Linked DNA regions of Sus scrofa: region 2 is linked to region 1. The links are chromatin contacts, called in public HiChIP or PLAC-seq maps. All regions are on one chromosome and are shown on one strand. Each heading gives the region's core, a stretch centred on a gene start, on an enhancer-like site or on the middle of the called end of the contact. The rest is flanking DNA. Distances are from core to core; before and after follow the strand shown. Region 1 holds the start of HFE (hereditary hemochromatosis protein). Region 2 holds the start of HIST1H3E (histone cluster 1, H3e).

Region 1 (3,893 bases), core at 994-3,493:
AAGTACCACAAATTGTGTGGCTTAACCAACAGAAATGTCTTGTCTCATAGTTTTGGAGGATGGAAGTCTGAAGTCAAGATGTTGACACGTTTGGTTCTTTGTGAGGCAAGGATTTGAATGGGTACCTATACCTGGCAAGAGTGCTCCAAAAAACAGTACAAGGTCACTAAGCTCATTGTTTAGGAGGAATGTATTGTTTCTGGTTCTGTCTTTTTTTTGTCCGCGCCCCTGGCATGTGAAAGTTCCTGGACCAGGGATTGAACCTGCGCCACAGCCAAGACCCAAGCCACTGCAATGACAACACTGGATCCTTAATCCACTGAGCCACAAGAGAACTCTAGAAGGAGTTTAAAGGAAAGAGAAAAGGAAGAGAGTTCTTCCAGATCTCTCTCTTGTAGCTTCGGACATTTCCTAACTTGTGGACGCCCATCTTTTCCCATCACTCTTCATATTTTCCCTCTATGCCTGTCTATCTCTATCTACACTTCCCTCTTTTATGTGGACAACAGTCACATTGGTTTGGAGTCCACCCTATTGGCATCATTTTAACTTGATGACCTCTATAAAAACCCTATCTCCAAATAAGATCACATTCAGAGGTACTAGGGATTATACTCCAATGCATTTTTTTTTTAAGAGGGCACAATTCAATCCATAGCAATAACTATGCCTATGAATCCGACAAAAGCTTGCACAGAACTTACATTCTTGTAGAAGAGATACCAACAGTACCTTAAGATAGTTTGGCCTCAGCCCTGAAGTAAATGGCAGAGACATTTCCTAAGATTGCAAATGCAGATTTGGTTAGAAGATAGAAAAAAAATTCAGATTCTAGGATTTTTAATCCACTCTTCCAGTCTCTGCTTTTAATTTAGCTATTGAGATCATTTACATTTTTGACATGTTAGGCTTTTTCTACCATTTAAGTATTTGTTTTTTGTCTTCTCTTTTGTTTTACTTTGTTTCTCTGTTTTATTTTCTTTTCTATGAATTACTTGAACCTTTTTTTTTTTTAGATAATTCCATCTTGATTTATGTATTCTATATTTGAGTAAATTGCTTTGTATGATTTTCTCAGTGGTTACCCTGGGTCTTACAATGTATTTGACGTGTCATATTCTACTAAGATCTAGGTTTTATCCCCTTGAGTGAATCATGGATAGTCCATTTCCATCTAGAACACTTTATCTCTCCTATTTTGTCTTGAACATCAAATGATGTTTAATTTTTATTTCCATCATCAAATACAATTTAGAGAACTCATGAGAAAGATAATCTATGGTGTTTATCCAAATTTCTGGTCATTTCATTGTTCATTCTTCCTTTCTTTTCTGTTTCAAGAACTTTCTTTAGTCTGCTAGCGAAAAAAATCTTGTTGTTTTCCTTCTCTATCTACATTTTTTTATTTCCCTTTTATTTCTGAGAATGTCTTTTATTTCCCTTTTGTTGCTGAAGGTAGTGCCTAAAAAGTGTGTACCAGGTTTCCTGGTAACATAGAGAGCCAGGAAGTCTTTCTAAGTGGGTTGCAGTTGGCTTCACAATCTAATCTCGAACACTTTGTCACTCATTTATTCTATCCACACAAATTTATTGAGTGAGTATTTATACCAGGCAATAGCGTTCAACATGAAAGAGCAAGGTCACTATGCTCACTGCTTAGGAAGAGTTTAAAGGAATGACAAAAAGGAGAAAGGGGAAAGAGCTCTTCCAGGGAAGAGAAAGGCTTTGTGTAGATATAGACACACATATAGATATAGACATACGCATATGCATAGATATATCTAAATTGAATAACAAGATTGGCAAGGTGAACCTAGACTTTTTGAAAATGCATAATGAATTTTCAAGTTATTCAATATTTAGATATTAAATATTTAAATCAGGAAATCATTAAATATACCTCCCCCAATCAGCAACATCTCTGCATTTAAAGGAGTTCCCGTCGTGGCTCAGTGGTTAACGAGTCCGACTAGGAACCATGGGGTTGCAGGTTTGATCCCTGGCCTTGCTCAGTGGGTTGGGGATCCCGCATTGCCTTAAGCTGTGGTGTGGGTCGCAGACAGGGCTCGGATCCCGCTTTGCTGTGGGCTGGCGCAGGCCGGCAGCTGCGGCTCTGATTGGACCCCTAGCCTGGGAACCTCCGTGTGCCGCCGGAGCGGCCCTAGAAAAGACAAAAATAAATAAATAAAAAATAAATAAAAAATAAAAAGTAGAGGGAGAGGAGTTCTCTTGTGCACAGTGGGTTAAGGATCCACAGTTGTCACTGCAGTGAAGTGGCTTGGATACTGACCTGCAGTAGGTTCGAGCCCTGTCCTGGGAATTCCTATATGCCGTGGGCGCAGCCTAAAAAAATAAAAACCAAAGGGACAGTTGGGTCACAAGTGTTTCCTAAGCAGGTACTCTGAGCTGCAGGAGAGAGAGTTCAAGTACAGGCGATCCGTTTCTTTTCCCCACTGGCCCCGGAAAAGGATCTCACTGCCCAGGAAGTTTCATCTGGGATCCCCGCAGCCTTGGCAATGGCTCCAGGGTGACTTCTTGAGCCACCTCGGTTTCCCCGCCCCAGCCAAGCGGCCGAAAAGCACCTGGAAGCGCGGTCCGAGCCGGGAAATGGGCCCACAAGCCCGGCCGGCGCTTCTGCTCCTGATCCTCCTGCGGACCGTGGCCACGCAGGAGCGAGCGCCGCGTGAGTCCGGGGGCTGCGGGCCAGAGAGGGGCGCGGAAAAATCGAAAGTAGCTTTTCTTGGGGCTTTGGAATTTGCTGAATTCGGAGCGACTGCTCAGCCGGGTGCGCAGGCCCCTCCCCCAACTTTCCCCGGAGGGGACACCGGCCACTGGGGGTGCAGATGCGGTTCCCGGCCGGCCCCTCGCCCCCCGCATCTCGCCTCCCCCCACACCCTCGGCCCGCCCGCAGTCCCTGCTCTAAGAAGTGACACTCGGAACCACCCACTCCCTCCCCCGACCTTGACGCTTTTAGATGCAAATCTTTTCTGCTGGAGGCCGAGCTAAGATTAGGGGTCCTTGGAGTCGGGTCTCGGTTTTCTTGTATCTGTAGTTGGTTGTGTCGTTTCCCTTCTGATCATCCCCAAACAGGAAGTTCTTCTCACCCAGGGCGACCTTGGCCCGAGCGCCCCTTGGTGTTTCCACACCCGGGCGGGCTCAAAGGGCTGGAGACTTTGCGCTGACAGGACGCACGGCAGAAACAGCCGGTTTTCCACTTCAGAAACACTGGTGCTGGCAAGTGGGGGTGTGTGGCGGCTTGTGGGGGGATCTGAATCCTACCCCGACCCCACCCCTTCTGCTGAGACCAGGGGCGGAGGCCACCGCGGGGTAGGTAGGAGGCTATGGAGGGAGATTGCCCAGAGCCTTAATCTTGGCGATTGATTCTTCGTTTGCCTGGAAAAATGACATCTCGGTTATTTTTGAACTTTTTGAACTGAATCTAACAGTTCCCCTTTTCATCCAAGGGGTTGTTGAGTTGCACTGTTAACAGTATTGGATAATTAGGCAGCCTTTACTAAAAGATGCCAAAGTGATGGCAATTAACATGTAGGGAATGCCTCAGTTTTAAATCACCTTCATGTCAGTGATCTTGTTTGACTTGACTTTGCATTTGGGAGATTGGCGCTATTAACGTGTTGATTTTACCACTAATGACCTCAAGTTAAATCCTTTGCCCAGGTAACAAAAATTCTGTAAGCAGGCTCTTTTTCTGATGTTAATGAAGTATTAGCACTGGTTGTAACCTTAGCTGGCAGAGTTTGCTCTGTTGTCTGGCAAGGCTCCGGATGCTTTACACACTGTGTAGCCTCAGCACCACATTTGGAGGGTAGGCAGTATGTGTGTCCACACTTTATAGATGACTAGGATGAGATAAGACCTGCTTACCGGTAACT
Region 2 (3,893 bases), core at 819-3,318, 97 kb after region 1:
TGACAGACTGAATTTGGTGAATCGAGGAAAGGAAAAGAAGAATTGAAAAATTCGGTGCAAGTTAATAAAGAATTATGCGGTTGTTAATAGAACCTTCTATTTCTGATCTCACCTCACCCATGCGAAGTTTTGTTTTGCTTGTTTGTTTGCTTTTGCTTTTTTTTTTTTTTGGCCCCAGCATACAGCAGCCTGATGTGGGATCTGAGTTCTCAGACCAGGAATTGAACCTGGCAGTAGCTGGGTGCACAGTAGTGAAATTCACCTAAAAGCACCAGGCCACAAGGGAATTCCAAATTCTTTTTAATTTAAAGTGTTTAGGAGTTCCCTCTGTGGAGCTGTATTATATCACCTCGCATAAAACAGACTTTCTGGGTAAATATCTATGAGAACCAAGCAGCCGTTAACATATGAAAAGCCAAGTGGGTATAGAATGTCACCAGAGAGCAAGCTACTGAAGACACAAAGGGGAGAATTCATATTTTAAATGAAAATCTCTAAGCTGTCTCTCTGACCTGTGAATCTCTAGAAAGATGAGGGGCCTTTGAAAAAGGTCGAGACCAGCGTGACAAAAACCGGAGGAAGAAACTGTAATGGTCTCAAAGCTTGAGCCGTCTCAGTTCATTGTAGAATACAATTGGTGTCATTGTTTGCTTTCCTGAATTTTAAGAAACACAGTTCCAGGACAGAGCTCAGACTAGGCTGTTGTCAAGCAGGAAGACATCTGGGAACCAATCAGCACGCTGTGTGTGTCTGTGAGTGTGTGTGTGTGTCTGTGTGTGCGCGTGCGTGCGTACGCGCGCGCGCCTGGCTGCTCAACTCTTAACACTTCATTTATTTTTTATTTTTTCTTTTCTGTACTGTTAGTTATTCAAGCCAACAATCATGTCGGAACCTGTGTCTGCCGCCCCTCCAGCTCCTTCTCCATAAAAGACTCCTGTGAAGAAAAAGCCCCGCAAGCCCGCTGGCGCCACAAAACTTCCAGGCCCCCCTGTCGGAGCTTAACACCAAGGCTGTATCCGCCTCCAAAGAGCGCAGCAGCGGCGTGTCCCTGGCTGACCTCAAGGCGCTGGCAGCAGCTGACGAGACTTTGAGAACAGCCGCATCAAGCTCGGTCTCCAGAGCCTGGTGAGTAAGGGCACCTTGGTGCAGACCAAGGGCATTGGCGCCTCAGGCTTTCAAACTCAACCAGGCGGCCACAGGGGAAAGCAAGCCCAAAGCTAAGACGGGCGCAAGCAGCACCCTCTCCCCCCACCCCAAAATCCGCTAAGCCTCCAGAGGGCAGAGAAACAAGTAGCGGCTACGTGGCCAAGAAGGTGCCCAATAGCCCCCAAAAGATAAAGATAGCCAAACCGTATTAGGTGGCCAAGGGTCCAGCAAAACCAAAGTTCATAACCCCAAGCTAGCCAACCCTAAAAGCAGGCAAGCCAGAAAATGCAGCCTCGAAAAAGGGAACCGAAAGACTGGCGGAGGACCTTAAAGGCTCTTAAAAAGCCTGTAGAGGGACACGGCGGGGCGGGGCGGCGGTGGAGGGGTACATTTCTATATTCTTCCCCGAGTAACTAGACCGAAGTACACAGCAATTTTTCGTAGAAAAAATGGTTGGCTCTGAAAAGAGCCTTTGGGTTTAAGTTGGCATTTAGTCGAGAAGAGCCATTTTACGCCCTCTCCCCGCGGATGCGGCGAGCCAGCTGGATGTCCTTGGGCATGATGGTGACGCGCTTGGCGTGGATGGCGCACAGGTTGGTGTCCTCGAAGAGCCCCACCAGGTAGGCCTCGCACGCCTCCTGCAGCGCCATCACGGCCGAGCTCTGGAAGCGCAGGTCCGTCTTGAAGTCCTGCGCGATCTCGCGCACCAGCCGCTGGAACGGCAGCTTGCGGATCAGCAGCTCCGTGGACTTCTGGTAGCGCCGGATCTCGCGCAGGGCCACCGTGCCGGGCCGGTAGCGGTGCGGCTTCTTCACGCCGCCGGTGGCGGGCGCGCTCTTGCGGGCCGCCTTGGTGGCCAGCTGCTTGCGCGGCGCCTTGCCGCCGGTGGACTTGCGAGCGGTCTGCTTGGTACGAGCCATAACAGACGTCCGAAAGGCAGCTAGCTGGTGGAAAAATGCGAACCTGTCCCCCTTCTCCTAGTATATATAAAGAGAGTCCCGTTCTGATTGGACAAGACATTTGTTCCTTAGGGCTCGCAGTGAAGGTATTGGTAGTGAGGTTCACTCCCTGATCACAGGAAACTCTCTTTGAATGGCTGTTTCAACCCTTGCTCGCCTCTATCTCTTCAATGCCTTTTTTTTTTTTTTTTTTTTCAATGTTCTTTGGCTGTTCCTCGCAGAACCAACTCAGACTATTACAATACTGTGTCTTTTTTGCGGAAAACAAATTTTAAATTTTGGCACCTGATACTGGCTTTCTTTTGATCAACTTTTTGAAAAGGCGCATTTGGGATGTGATTGGCCAAGTGATTTTTAATACCCTCATTCAAGTTTAGTGAGGCTAATTTCAACTCGACTTTTTGATTTCTCTTTTTACTCTTATTTTTTTCAGTACTTTCATTTTATTCCTCCCCTTTTATGCTACAGTTAAGTATAAAAGTGTAGGTTATTATTTATGGCATTCATTTCAGGATGGTAAAGGAGAGCATTACTGCATTTGTTATGGAAAAAGCGTGTTGGATCTGACAGGATTGAGAACCATCAGTTTAGGAGTCCAGAGATTATATGAAAGCAGAATTTGGAAAAAAGCCCAAACACTTATTGTCATCACCAAACCCTGAACACACCCTCCTGTGCCTTCCGCATAAGACTTAAAAGACTTGCCCTTAACAGTCACTGAATGGGCCTTTGCACTGCCTTCAAAGCCGTCATGTGCTAGTGTCAGTCTTCTGGATTGGAGTGAGAGCTGTGACCACAGGAGGAGGCAGGAATCCAGAAGGTTAACATACATTACATTTTAAAAATAAAAGGTTTTAGAGTTTATAAAAGCAAAAGAATTTACACCTATATATCTTGTGGTCTCATCACAAAGCTGAGGATTCTTTGGAGCCATGTTTAAAAAGGGAGGGAAAGAGGAAAGGAAAAACAGTACCTTTTGGAAACTACTACTATTCTATATTATTTTTAAGGAATCCACTTCTATGACTCCCATAAATTCTGGGCTGAGTTAACAGTAAAAAATTTCTGGAGGTAATTACACCCCACTCTGGTTAGACCTATTGTTTCTTTCGCTCGCTGGCCCCCATCCAAGTGAAAACCCAGTCGCAGGAGGCCTCAATCTCTGAATTCCTCCTCCTGGAAGATGTCAAAGCCAACTATGTGAGAGGTTTTATAAGAGAAGACAACTGTCTTCCCAGAAAACAAATCCTCTATTTTGCTTTATGAGGTGGAGAGCAACCCCAGACCAGATAGGTTGGGACTTTGGCAGGCCTCAATTCTTAGATTTCTAAAATTTATTTTTATACTTTTTCAGAATGCACTAAAACCAGTAGCTCTTATGGAATTTCACTCATAATTTTGTTACTATAAATACATTAACACATGCTCACTTTTCACTATACCACCACATAAAAGCACCCTACTATCTTTCACGATTTCAAATGAGCTTTGTGTAAAATTGCGTTTTTAAAAGTACGCAAACTAGTAAATGGTAAATAAGTGTTACCCTGTACCCCTTAAAGGCGTGCCGAAACCCTGTGGTAAGCTCTGCCTAAGTAACTTTTGACTTCAGGGTATGTGGTATTGTATTACTATCTACAATTGATTAGAGCTTAGTTTTTTTTTTTTTCCCTAAAAATATGAATTGCAGATCAATTTGTACCATTAGACTGCAAAACAATTTCTTTCCAAATCAAATAGCCTAAAGGAGTGGTTTTAACTATCTGTAGGTCACTAAGTAGATTTGCA

Evidence for each region. HiChIP or PLAC-seq counts read pairs in DNA pulled down with a chosen protein or histone mark.
Region 2: an H3K27ac HiChIP or PLAC-seq map of alveolar macrophages shows a contact between it and region 1. The contact joins the promoter of HIST1H3E here to the promoter of HFE in region 1. A contact is called at or near these places in 2 of 5 promoter capture datasets (fetal liver and liver), 5 of 47 Hi-C or Micro-C datasets (embryonic fibroblasts, epiblast stem cells, fetal heart ventricle and 2 more) and 2 of 2 datasets of contacts at active chromatin or transcription factors (alveolar macrophages and skeletal muscle).

Annotation. Positions count from the first base shown.
Region 1 is chr7:20,756,361-20,760,253 of Sscrofa11.1, forward strand. It overlaps HFE (hereditary hemochromatosis protein), which reads left to right and starts at 2,244. Exons shown (of 5, transcript XM_021098424.1): 1 at 2,244-2,683. The coding sequence starts at 2,608.
Region 2 is chr7:20,853,104-20,856,996 of Sscrofa11.1, forward strand. HIST1H3E (histone cluster 1, H3e) reads right to left here and starts at 2,069. Exons shown (of 1, transcript NM_001287416.1): 1 at 842-2,069. The coding sequence starts at 2,066. The coding sequence ends at 1,656. It also overlaps the pseudogene LOC110261484.